Linked DNA regions of Mus musculus: region 2 is linked to region 1. Evidence: chromatin contacts called from public HiChIP or PLAC-seq data. All regions are on one chromosome and are shown on one strand. Each heading gives the region's core, a stretch centred on a gene start, on an enhancer-like site or on the middle of the called end of the contact. The rest is flanking DNA. Distances are from core to core; before and after follow the strand shown. Region 1 overlaps Arhgef12 (Rho guanine nucleotide exchange factor (GEF) 12). Region 2 has its middle 24 kb from the start of D630033O11Rik.

Region 1 (6,657 bases), core at 2,416-4,915:
TTTTAGGTCAGCCTGGGCTAGATGAGGCCATGCCTCAAAAATCTTTCTAATATTAAAAAAAGTTCCTAAAACTAATCACTGAACTTAGCACGAGCACAGGTTAAAAAGACCGAAAGGCTGATGACATTCCTCCCACGAGTGACTAGCTGGCATTTGTAAACTTTATTGTTTTTAAGTATCATATCCAGTAACATCCATCCCACCCCAATAAAATGAAACTCTCAAGTACCCATAAAACGAGCCCACATCTATAGTCTGCAATGTTAGCTTCTACTGTTCAAAGCTAAAGGCAGTCACCCCAGTGTGCTGGGCTTTAAGATTCAGCTTTGCATCCTTAACAAGTTTTATCTCAGCTTCCAAACATTATTTGTTGACTCAGACGTCTTAGAAAGCTGACAGTCTGTTTTCTGACAGCAAGGCTTTACCTGCTCATGCTCAGTACCAAAATCATCATCCTCTGCTCCAATGATGTGAGGGGCGCCCCGGGTGGAGGGACTGCCGACCAGCGACTGCGGCTCCTGCTAACAACAGAGAAAAGATAGATAGGAGAGAAGGAAACCCAACTACAGAACTGGGTATGGTGGATAACGCCTATATCATACACTGGGAGGCAGAGAAAGGAGACTGTTTCAAACAAAGAAATGCATGGCTCACTTCATTCATGAAGTTCCATTTTATTCTCTCTTTTTTTTTAAGTTTAAAATCAACAGATAACACAACCACTGGGCTTGGAATCTATCATCCTAAACCCATCAATTATTCTATGTTAGAAATCTTCAGGGGGCAGATCCTGGTGGATTCTGCCATCAGATCTAACAGTCCCTGGTCTACATTTTGCCTGCTTTCACTCCCGCCTCGCCGTTCAAAAGGAACTGCTTATTATCATCACTGAAGTGCTCTATTTTCAAAGTGCTGGTTCTCAAATGCTCAAAGTCAACGGACAGAAGAGCACTGGCTATTTCTCAGAGCAGGAAAGGGGAGGGCTGAGGAGGGGAGTGTGGATTCCCCTGACACTAATAAACCACCTTTGCTCACTGCACCTTTCCTCGCAGGAGTCATATTTTTAAATACTTCACTCATTCATTCGCTCGTTCATTCACATATACTCACACCTAGTAACGAGAGGACATAAAACTGGCTTAAGTTCTCTTTCTGTTTTGTGATGCTAGAACTAAAACCAGGGCCTTGGTCATGGCAGGTAAGGGTCTACCGATGCCCTACAGCCCCATCCCTGTTCTATCTCTCCTTTTAAATTACTTTTATTTTCTTTAACCTCAAATTTTTTAGAATTTTAAAAACTAGATGAAACAATAGACATTTATTCTCAACAACAGTCACATTTTTATTTTGTAACTGGATGTCTCTGACTATTCAAAAATGTTGATGATATCACAAAATTCTGTTGATTCTTTTACAGTAAAAGTTCAAATACATTTATTAAAAAATAAAATCTAAGGGCTCGAGAGACATTCTGCAGTTAATAAGCCCTTTCTGCTCTGGCAGAGGACCTGCATTCAGGCCCCAGCAGCCACACGGTGGTATGCAGCCATCCAGGGATCTGATGCCCTCTCTTCTGGCTACTGAACACATGTGCACTGGCATAGATACAGGCAAAACACACAAACATTTAAAATACCAAATAAAGTCATAATGCTAAAACTTTCTATTGAGAGTGTATAAAACCCAGGGCACCGAGAGCTCAGCGGTGAGCACACTTGCCACAGCCTGGGGACCTGAGTGGAAAGATGGCACCAACGCCACATCATGCACACACACAATGAAAATGAACTTTTTGTTTTTTAAAAAGAAAATCTTATTCAAGAGTATGAAAATCCAGCCACTGCACTTCTAAATAGATGCTCAAAAGGACTAAAATATCACAGTGGTGCATAAGCATGTATATACATAGGGGAGGTTTACGTTTCTTACATATTTAAAACTACTAAATATGTGCATGTTATATTCTGCTTAATATACGCATTGGAGAAGGAGAGGGGGAGGGAGAAGAGTATTAATCAGTCTTAAAAGGGAAGAAAATTCTGGCGCATGGTAAGTACAACATGGACAAACTTGAAGACATTATGCTACTTGATATAAGCCAGTTACAAAGAAAAAATACTATGTGATTCTGTTTATGTGAACAGGTCAAAATAGTCCACCCATAAAACCAGAAAGCATGCAAGTGCTTGTGATGCATGCCAATAATCTCAGCACTTAAAAGGCAGAGGCAGGAGGATCTTAACACGTTCTTGGACAGCCAGGACCACACAGAAAAACCCTATCTCAAAACAACAAAAAGTAAAGAAACAAGTTAATAGGAAATGTTATGGCATAGTTTGCTGTAATAATCCACTATTAATGCTATGGACTACCTATTCAAGTCTTTCCTATGTTCTTCTAATAAAAAGGTCTTGTTTTGTCCCCCACCCTCTCTCCCAGACAGCATGTGAGATCCTCCTAGCACATCCTGAATACAACAAAAGGTAGAAGAGACAGAGCTCTGCTATGAAGCACTTGCCAGCATGTGTGCCACACTGGACTCCCTCTCAACGCCAAGATGACACTCAATGCGCAGATGTCATACTCACAGCGTCCTGAACTCCTTCACTTCTCTCTGGGGCTTCCTCCAGGTAACTCCTTTCTCTCAGGCTACTCTTGGGACTCTAATGAAAAGAGAACACATACACACAAGAATTAATTCATTTTGGTAAGGACCACATGAAAATGGGGAAGATCGGTGTACAAGGGGACAAAGTTCTGTTTCTTCTTATTAAAAACTAAATATCCTTCATATCCTAAGTGGTGTCACCTGTTCTCTCAGCTTCTCCACATCACACTGAAAAAGTACAGACACAATGAAAGCGTTTCATCTAAGCCTCAGCTTGGGGCACCTTTCCCTTCTCATAACTATGAACAGGTATATGCCAGACCTCAAACTCGTTATTTCCAATAAAACTCTTATCTTTCTCATCTCTAGCGTTTCATCTAAGCCTCAGCTTGGGGCACCTTTCCCTTCTCATAACTATGAACAGGTATATGCCAGACCTCAAACTCGTTATTTCCAATAAAACTCTTATCTTTCTCATCTCTCTTAGCCTATACATTATCAAACTATGTCTTCCCTTCTCCTAATTATTCACAATTGATGGCTTACATTAGCTCCTGTGAGTTTAAAAATAGTACAAATATACTCACCCCCACCCCTCACTGGTCATTCTTTGGAGTTTTTTTTTTTTTTTTTTAAAGAATATAGACTCTCCCAGCACTAGGAAGGCAGAGGCAGGCAGATCTGAGTTAGAAGCAGCCTGGTCTACAGAGTGAGTCCCAGGACAGCCAGGGCTACACAGAGAAACTCTGTCTCAAACAAACAAACAAACAAACAAACAAACAAACAAACAGGAACACACACACAAAGAATATAGACTCTGGTGGAGATATTTATTCTGCATGAGATGCAGCTATTTCCCCAACCAGAATTCTCCCTCCTGGAGGGAGCAGAGCACTAAGGAGCTCGAGAAACTCAGAAGGAATTTACAGGACTCCAAGAGCCTTCCTGTGAGGATTTTCTGAGTAAAAACCAATAGCTGGGACCCCGGCATGCTCTCTGTGGTGCCGCTGTTTGCCAGCGGTGTGGAGGACTGCCATAACATTAGCAGCTTCCTTGAGTCATCAGGCAGGCAGAGGCAGGCTTTGTTGGTGATGTAACTGCCTGAGTCACCCATCATCCTGGAAGCAGACTCAATCAACTGATTCACTGAACAGGTCTTGGATGGAACCATCTCTGGTTTGTCACTGCCCTATCTGTAGGGGGTGAATAGAAACAATGTCCCCAGGAAAAATGTCACAATGTTGCATTTCCTATGCAAGCTATGTTTTATGCTAATGGCTAGTAAAGGGAAGTCTCTCCAGCTATGCATATAGTATGCTTTTGAAACCCCTAAATGAATAAAGGATCCAGACATCTTGACCCTGTGAGGAATGTAAAAGACATGTAACAGACTGGTAAAGAATTTTATCATGGAAAAAAATAATCAAGCATTAACAGCTAACACAACCACTCCCCCCCCTGCTCTGACAGGGGGAAATGTACCCAGTATTACCCAAGAATTGTTCTTGCCAACAATAACTATCAAACCTTAATTTCATCAATACTCTACATCTAACTTTAAGTTTTCAGGAAATAAAGATAGGGACTGGGTTACACAGCACCATGAAAAGACAGTCAGAAAGTGGGTTGTTTAACTGGATATATGGCCTGATTTTTTCCAAACAAAAATATGGGGGGTGGGGGGACAGAGGAGGGAAGTGAAGAAAAGGAGTGAGAGAGAGGGAAGGGGAGGGAGGGGAAGGGAATGCTATAAAGACCTTGCCTGAATCTTGACTCAAACAAACCAGGACTAGGATGTATTAGTGAGGGAGTCTCACATCATAGCCCTGAGTTTGCTCCCTAGAATCATAAAACAAATCAAATAAGCAAAATGCAAAAAATAAATAAATAAATAAAAATCCCTGTAAGACAATGAGGGTAATCAAACTGTGTGTTAGGAAAATTATTAATTCATAAGTTTTAATAAGACTGAAGTTCCACTTTAGAGCTCTCACCTCTTAAAGTCACATTAATGAAATAAAAGTCTCAGAGCTGAGGAGCAGGAGTCACAGACAAGTGTGAGCTGAGACTGGGTTATGAGAGGTGTGATGGCCCCATGCCCTCCTTATGCCCCCTCTCTCTTCCTCTCTTCTTATAAATATATTTGATAATTATTTTATATTTACTAAAATTTTGTTATAAAAACTTGCAATAAAAAAATCATATAGCAAGATTAACTAGACCCAATGCTTATGCATCTTAATGACCTTCTACACAGTTAGAGTAGACATTCTGAAGCACTTTCAAAATAAATTTAAAACAATGAAAATCAGAAAACCTGAATTGTAGATGATATGTAAGGCACTTCTGAGAAAACTGGCTTGTCACATCCTTTTAAGTCTTCACGGAACTGAGCAACCAGTTATATTTTTTAACTCACAAATACTAGAAGACTGATTTATAAAACTGAGAAGAGAGCTGGGAAGGGCTCAGTGAGCAAAGTGCTTGTTCCATAACCATAAAGACGTGAGTATGAATCCTGGAGCCCAGCCAGCATCCATGCAAAAGCTGGCCACAGACTACTTGTAAGCCAGGATCTAGGAGGCAAGACAAACAGATCCTGGGAGCCCCGTGACGGCCCAGACTAACCAGTTGGTAAGCTCAGGTTCAGTAAAGACTGTCTCAAAAAGTAAGATGGACAGCGATAGAAGAAAGACCACCAGTGACAATTTTTGGCTTTATGCACCCATATGCACATATAAATGTGTGTGCCTACCAGACAGACAGACATAAACACACAGATAACAAATTTTAAAAGCAAAATATGCTAACTCAAAAGAAGACTGATCCTTCCAAATTCACTGCAGTACAGTTCAAAGAAATATGGAAATTCATAAGCTACTTTTACCTCAAACTGACACTTGTGGGAATTAAACAAGTTTGCTATGTGCTCAGTAGATAAATCTGGACTAGGTTATTCCTCAGGGTTTCACAATATTTAGTTATTTGGTCTTAGTTTATCTATACAATGGCAATACTACTTAAGATACTTTAAGAATAAAAAGAGTATCTCAAGGCATTAGTGTAACTTCCAGCACAAAGTGAACACTCACTAAATGGTGACTGTCATCCATTCAGCATTCATCTTTTAAATTCCTAAGAAGCCACTCTCCTTGTATTTTGATACCCCTGTCTCTTTATTCCAATCTGTCTTCTACACTGGTGCATTTCTGGTGGTGCTCCTTATTTACATACATGTTAGAGCCTAAATACTGTACTCTGTCAGTTTACTAATTGTCTTGCCGAGAGTTTTGTGTCAACTTGACACAAACTAGAGTCATCTGAGAGGATGGAACTTCAACTGAGAAAATGTCTACATAAGACCATGCTGTAGGCAACTCTGTGGAACATTTTCTTAACCAGTGATTGATGTGTGAGGCCCAGGCCATTGTTCGTGGGTCTATCCCTGGGCTGGAGGTCCTGGGCTCTGTAACAAAACAGGCCGAGCAAACCATGGACAGCAAGACAGGAAGCAGCACCTCTCCATGGCCTCTGCATCAGGTCCTGTCTCTGGGTTCCATCCCTGCTTGTATTCCTGTCCTGACTTCCTCCAATGATGGACTATGATGTGGAAGTGTAAGCCAACTGGTGCTTCATCACAGCAAGAGAAACTAGGATACTATGTACTCTAATATTTACCAATTACACAACAGAATTAATTTGCTGTAATGCCTAATTCCAAACTCATCAATTAACTCCATTTTATATATCTGTATTTGGAAAGCACAGGTTTTGGTTCTAATATTTCCTTAAATACAAAATAAATTTCTAATTTCCAATCCATACCATTTGGTCTGAATGCCCATACTCTGGAAATGAAACGGCAGATAATATACATAGGGCAGAGGGCAGACTGTTCCTGAAACAGTGCTGCCAGGATGAGTGGGAGAGCCTTCACACCTGCCCTCCAGTCTGTCTCATTTCATCTCTAGCTTTTCACTCCTGATATTCTATGTTGCCCTAAAACCTTCATTCTCTTAAAATATGCCATGTTCTCATGTGTCAGTTCT
Region 2 (6,657 bases), core at 2,579-5,078, 270 kb after region 1:
CATCCTCGTTTGTAATGATGGAATCGTACAACGCGGAGCTGTTCCTGCTTCTGTGCAAGCTTTGAGTGCACTTAGATCATTGTCCCCAAGAGCATTAGTGTGGAGGGTGTCAGCCCCTGTGGCATGGGGCAGGCCCAAGATTTGCTAATTCGTTGCAATGAAATCCTGCACAGAGGCACAGGCAGCGGGGCTGACCCCTTTGCCCTGTCTGAACCTGTTCTGAGCCCTGCCCTTGGCTTCCCCCTGCCTCCCTGGGGTCCTCTTGGCTTCTAAAGCAAGGACGGCTGAGGAGGGGAAACGATTGTTCCTTGAACTCCCCCACCTCTCTTGACTCATCAAAGTAGGGGTATCCGGCTTCCAGAATGAGTGGGGGCGGAACGAGATGGAGAGAGCCACTCTGTAGGCTGGGAAAGATGCAGAGCCCTCATTAGCGTCTGACACCTCTAATAAAAGCCGCATATTCCCCAAAAGCGATTTTTGAAAATCCTCTACTCTTTGAAGCTTGGTCTTAAATAGCCACTCCTTCCATGAATCTAATGGGAAACCAAGCCCCTGGGCGAGCTCACAAAGGCTCTACCTAGAGCACCTCCTCTGTCCGAGCATCTGAGGTTCTCCCATGGGGACCCTTGATGCTTCTTGTGGCTGGGCATGAAAGGGAGTCCTTGGTCCCCACAGAATGGAGGAGAGCCATCTCCAGGGGCTATGGCTGGAGTGGAAACAGACAGGCCGGAGTGGTCAGAGCTGGGAGAAGATTTGGAACTTGGAAAGTGGATGGGGCTGAGACATGTGGTTGAACCCCCAAAATTATTTTTCATGGTTATTCTCTTCTCCTTTCTCCTCTCCCCCTTCTTCTCTTACCTGGTTAAAAGAAGTAGTATATATAAGAATATAATGAAAAAATAAGCCCCCTTTACTTTAGAACACCCATCTCTCAAGCAGAGGCTATAGTATATCCGAATCATTTACATTTTTGTTCGTTTGTTTGCTTGCTTGGTTTTTTTTTTTTTTTTTTGGTTTTGTTTTGTTTTGTTTTTCTGAACCAGGCTTGGTGGTACTCATCTGTAATCTCGGAACTCAGAAAGCTGAGGTAGGAGGATTGCTAGGAGTTTGAGGCTAGCCTGGGCTAATTAGCAAGAAGTCCTGGCCTCAAGTAAGTAAGCAAGCAAACACAAAGCTATGCATGGTGGTATGTATCTGTCACCCTGGCACTTGAGAGGGGAGGCAGCAGGGCCAGAAGTTCAGGATCATCCTTGGCTTAGGTGGTCAAGCCTTGGCTAGTAGCTTTTAACAATACATATTAGAGATCTTTGTACAAGTCGACTTTGTTTAGTCACACATTTTATTTTTTATATGAGCATCTGATTAATTTCACCTTTTGCTATATATAAAGCACAGCCATGGTGATTTTTTTTTTTTGACCTCTCCTAAGGAAGGGCATTCTAGTCTATCTATAAAGATGAAGCTGAGGTGCCAGCTTTATGCACAGTCATCTGTGCAATTTCTGGAAACAGAATTGCTGCCACAGGGATATGCAGCCCAGGATTGATAGGCATTGCTTACTTACGTTGTCTTCCAACCAGCATGGACTCAGGGTGGGGACAGAGTTGTATGCCAACCTTGCAAGTCTGCTCCCCTGACCTCCAGCCCCCAACAAGAAGTGATGTAGCGCAGTGATGTGGCTAACTGCTTTGTGGAGTACCTGAGAATCGCTTCTACGGGGGCTTAGAGAGGACCATCCATCCTCCTAACGATGCAGAGGTGTTTGCTCAGCGATGTTCGGATGTTTGCTTTGGCTGAGTACTGCTTACATCTCTGAGCCAAGCTACTGGCCCACCCCGGGGAGCTCTATGGAGATCCTCCTCATGTACAGCCATGGTTTGGTCATTCGAAACACAATTTTAATTTTTCAAAGCCTTTCGCAATCTACCTTTCATTCCGTTTCAGCCTCGAGGGAGGCAGATTAGATATCTTTGGTCTGATGACGAAACCGAGATCCAGGAAGCTGTCTGATGGCGGACTGGGTGATGGTCTGGTTCAAGAGTAAGGAGTCTAGGGTTCAAATCCAGCACGGACTTCAGTTAACTCCACGACCTTGGGCCTGTGGGAAGTGCATAGTTAGGTGGATCACCAAACCCTCACCATAAAGGACACTATTTAATGTCTGTCCCAGATGCTGTAGTTAGGTTGGGGGCCAGATGGCACACGCCATGTTCAACTGGCTGGCTGCTTGTGATTTGATGGCCAGGTGTGGGTTGGCTGGCTCCAAGCTTGCTTCCATTATCCTGACATGGCTCTTGTAGAGAGAGCACACAGAGGCTTCTCTCCTTGGCGTGGCTTTGGTGGTGGAGGGGATCCTGTATTGCAGGCAGGGAGGCAGGGCTGTGGCTGAGGCTGATGGGGTTGGTCAGGTTTCTAGGGAAAGCGTCCTCTATTGTGGCCTTTGCAGAGGCACTGTAGGAAGCACCCCTCTCTCCTCTACATTCACAGTGGCTTCACACAGCCAGCCAGTCTCTCCAGTCAGGTCCTCCACACAGCTCTGGGAGCCAGCCTTCCTGGCCTCCTGCTCCAGTCCTGATCTGTTAGTAGCCAGCCTTCACCTACCCTGGCTCCCGACCTCCTTAACTGCAGAATCCCTGGCTCTTTCTTCTCTGTTAGCACCCTGGAATAGGTCGCACCTGGACTAGGAAGCAGGCAATTCCAAGGTCAAGTGTGGCTTTTTGGGAGAATGGCTGTGCTCATGTGACCTCTGCTGACTTCAGAGTGGCTTTGGAAAAGCTTATCAACCTAGCTTCAGTGTCCGCACCTTGGCAATCAACATTTCTATTGCAATAAAGGACTTCCAGAATGGTTCCTATTTACATAGGCTTGTGGAATCTCTCATTATACCTCTTCTGATGACCATCACAGAGGGGCTTCTAAGAACATGTGAGATACGGGGAACTAGAAGCCAGCAGTCATGATGCCAGACTGAGAGGGGTCCCAGAGCAAGGCCTGAGCCTGTCTCCAAGCTGACAAAGGCTCGCAGAGGACCTAGAGTCTCCTTAGGCTTTTTTCCTTTCTTCTTCCTTTTCCATCATCCCCTCCTCATTTGGACACAAGGTCTCATGTAGTCCAGACTGAGTAGTAAGAGTCTCCATCTCTTACTGCCCTTGTCTCTACCTCCACATTCTGAATTACAGGTCTGCACCTTGGCTTTAAGCTCTTTCTCTCTCTCTTATTTTTGTGAAACAGGGTCTTCCTATGTAGTTATGGCTGGTCTCGAACTCAGCAATCCACCTGCCTTAGCCTCCCATGTACTGGGATTACAGGTCTGAACTATCATACCTAGTTGCTTCTCTTCTCTCTCTTTCCTTTCCTCTTCTCTTGCCATGACCCCTTGCTTCTCTTCATCATTATCATTGTTGTGATTATTATTATTCCCCTCAATGTTTTGGCTCAGGGTCTTGCTCTGCAGCCCCCGCTGATCTGGAACTATGTAACATTGGTTGGCCCCAAACTAATGGCGCGCTTCCACTGTTCGGTAGTGAGCACTTCATCTTGTTCTTTAGGCTTTTTCCCGCGGCTGGATGGGAGCTTTGACACTGGCCAGAGGCTTTCAATAGATCACAAAGATGGTGAGATCGAGAAAGGTCAGAGAGGAAGCCACCTAGGGCTTTAGGCTAGGGGCCTTTATGGGAAGCAAGACTTCTGTTCCAGGCCACCCAGCTGTCCTCAGGCCTTGCTGGAGAAAGAGTCTGACAAAGCAGACGTAGGCTGGAACCAGACCCAGCGCAGGGAGGAGTTGGCTGAGCCTGCCCTGGGAGGCTGGTTGAGCGGTGGTGTGGAGACACCCTGTGGTAAAAATGGGTACTACACTTTGGTTCACTGCAGGGCCTGGGAGCAAAGCCTTGCTGGTGTTAAAGGCAGAGCCCATTCACGCGCCACCAGCCCCTACAGGAGAGGAGCAATGGCCCAAGCTCAGCTACTGCCCACCTTCTAGTTGCACTTTCTAGAAGTCTTCCATTACCCCACAAAGCCTCAGTTTCTTCACCTGTGAAATGGGATGTACCAGCAGGTTGTGCCAGTCAAGGGGACAGATGCTTAGCCCAAGGTCTAGCATGGAACACCAGCCAAAGAAAGGCTGGCCATTGCTAGAAAGGGGACCGCTTTCCCAATGCCACATAGTTAGAAGGGAACTTACTGTGTTTTACTGGAAGCAGAGTTTGGACCCCAAGCCGATAATGGTTCGTAGGATGGAGAGAGTTATATACCATCTCAGGTGAGGCAAGAGAAAGTTGAATGGCCACATCTGTTTGTTTGTTTGTTTTTGGTTTTGTTTTGGCAAGCCTGCTCTGCAAACAGGAGAAGCAGATCTGTGTCACCTGGGATGATTTGGAATGACTGTGACCCTTCTATTCTTAAACAGGAGACAATGAGCTGTAGTGATCTCAGTGGCTTGGGCAACTCGAGTTAGAGCCATGGAGCTAGATGCTACCCCAGTCCTCTATTCCAGACTTAGCTAGGGTGTGACTGTTGTCTTCACTCTTTTGAGTCCCTTTGCCACCTGCCCAGCCCCTATAGGAGTGTCCTAAGGGACCTTGGCCCAGATATCTTCCCTTCCTCTCCCCTATGCACGCTTCTTCAAGGAGGAAATTGTTTGAGAAAAAGTCAGGTGTGGCCTTATGCATCTGTGGCTCTGATCATGTGCCCTAACTGTTTTCAGGGGAGCTGGCTCCACACCAGCCCTTGTTTTCTCCCTTCATCCTGAAGAGGAGCAGCCGGAGCCAAGAATGATCTGGGTAAATCAAGCAGCCACCGGCTGGGTGATTCAGGGCCCTGGGGGTGGGGTGGCCTCCTGCGCTGGGATCCTGCCCAGAAGCAGGGTGGGACCTCTCCTTGTAACATGCTGGAGCTGGCCCAAGGAGTTGGGGCTCCTGAGCCAGTGTCCTGGAGCTCAGGTGCCAATGGTCTCCCTGCCCTACCTGTTCCCACTCCTGGGACCCTTTGCTAGCTGGCCTTGGCAGGGCTTGTCCCTTGTCTGTATACATCTGTGATGGGTAAGGGGGCTGAGATGTGGCCACAGTATGCCAGGCAGCCCATCCTGATGGATCATACCTGGCACTGGCCAACGTGGGCTGCAGGCAGCAACCTGGATCCTGGGGTCTATGCTCCTAAGCATTGTAGAGGTGGGATTTGAACCCAGGTCAGCTGAGTCCGTACTTACTACATTGTACCTGTCAGCTCTTGTGTTTGGCTTTGAATAGAGAGTGAGGCTGTCGGTTAGGTTGAGGGAGAGCCGGGGCAGGGAAAGGCGTTGCAAGTTTGGGTAGTAATAGGGACTTAGGGAAATGGGCGAGGTTGGGAAGAAGGGAACCAGTGTGGTTGGCGATTTTTGTGGAAGACCAGAATTCTTAGCCAGAGGTTAGAGGATATAAGTCCTACCTCCAGAGAGCAGAGCCCGGTGGGGCACATACTACACAGATGACCACGACAGGGTTAGGAATAGACATATGGCCAAGACAGACCTATGCTCGGGCCTATAAGTGGTCCTATCCTTCTTGCCCGCTGAGAGCAGTCCACCACCTTGTTCGGTGTGCCATTTCAGATGTTGTATTTTTTTCATCATGACAAGGGTCAAGAAGATCTTTCTTAGGGCACTCTGGGAATTAGGGGTTGAGGGGTGGGGTGACATTCAATATCTAAATCCTGCCAGCCATAGGAACTGCCTGCCACTTTAGCTGCTGTCCCTGCAGCCTTGAGCCTCAGGATCCAGGCAGAAGCCTGCTGTTGCTACCTGCATTGCTCTCTTGCTCTGTGGTGGGTGAGGCTTGTCTGTCAGGGTGGTCTCTACCCTGGGGCTAGCTATTTAAAGTTCCTCTAGTTCAGGGAATTGTCAGTGTCTGGCACCCTGGCTCCTGTTCCTCACAAGCTGACTGATCTTGGGTAGTTGGTCTCCTGGGCCCTTGATTCCTCACCAGATTGATGGTAACAGATGCCTACCTCAGAAGACACTTGGGAGTAGAAAATGTGCCTCTGTGCCGGGCTAGCAAACTCTTGCTTACTGATTGCCTGCTCGGTGAGTGCTCACGGTGGGTTTACAGAAAGTACGAATTCAGCCTGATGCCCAGGGAGGGGCCTAGAGAGAAACACTGACCCTGATAGAAGCCGAATCCTGGGCGAAGCCCCACCCCCAATACGTGCAACAGAGTAACCTGGTTTAAAACAGGAACCCGGCTGGAATATATGTTTGAGAGCAGCCTTCTCCCTGCTATAGAGAATCTGAGGGCGATCATAAAACGCATTCCGGCGCTGGCCAAAACAAAACAAAACCCAGGCCTTTGTGGAAGAGGGGGGCGGTCATCAAAGCCTAGCGAGCCGAGGCAGGTCGGTCAGTGCTGGGAGCCGGGAAGGCACAGGCTTCCCACCGCTCCCAAGGCCCGGCAGCCACACTGCAGTGCCTCACATCACCGCACGGGGGCGCACGACCTCCCGCCTCTCTGCCTCTCTTCAAAGTCCCCTTTGCAGACCCTTTGTCTCCGTTTTTTTCTACTTTTCACTTAGGCAAAGAAAAAAAAAAAAAAAAAAAAAAAAGAAGAGAGATGCGTTTGGGGACGACCTCCCTTGGACTGAGTAATTTGATTTGCTTCGCCAGGCCAGGAGCCATGAAGGTGACATTTA

What was found. HiChIP or PLAC-seq counts read pairs in DNA pulled down with a chosen protein or histone mark.
Region 2: a FOXA1 HiChIP or PLAC-seq map of pancreatic cancer cells shows a contact between it and region 1. The contact joins two enhancer-like sites. A contact is called at or near these places in 6 of 15 datasets of contacts at CTCF or cohesin (CD8 T cells, the NIH/3T3 cell line, large pre-B cells and 2 more), 76 of 484 Hi-C or Micro-C datasets (3T3-L1-derived adipocytes, the AML12 cell line, B cells and 47 more), 11 of 115 datasets of contacts at active chromatin or transcription factors (astrocytes, differentiating embryonic stem cells, embryonic basal ganglia and 5 more) and 3 of 9 other capture datasets (adipose tissue, embryonic stem cells and liver).

The regions. Positions count from the first base shown.
Region 1 is chr9:43,007,591-43,014,247 of GRCm38.p6, forward strand. Arhgef12 (Rho guanine nucleotide exchange factor (GEF) 12) reads right to left here. Exons shown (of 41, transcript NM_001359232.1): 12 at 2,589-2,663; 13 at 426-518. Among named protein-coding and RNA genes, the nearest start is that of Gm36648, 63 kb to the left of the region's middle. Within about 2 kb of position 3,666, at least 77 of the 459 cell types and tissues checked have an H3K27ac peak or open chromatin away from gene starts, as enhancers often do. A contact at or near this core is called in pancreatic cancer cells, where this site is marked.
Region 2 is chr9:43,280,668-43,287,324 of GRCm38.p6, forward strand. No RefSeq gene overlaps it. Among named protein-coding and RNA genes, the nearest start is that of D630033O11Rik, 24 kb to the left of the region's middle. Within about 2 kb of position 3,829, at least 41 of the 459 cell types and tissues checked have an H3K27ac peak or open chromatin away from gene starts, as enhancers often do. A contact at or near this core is called in pancreatic cancer cells, where this site is marked.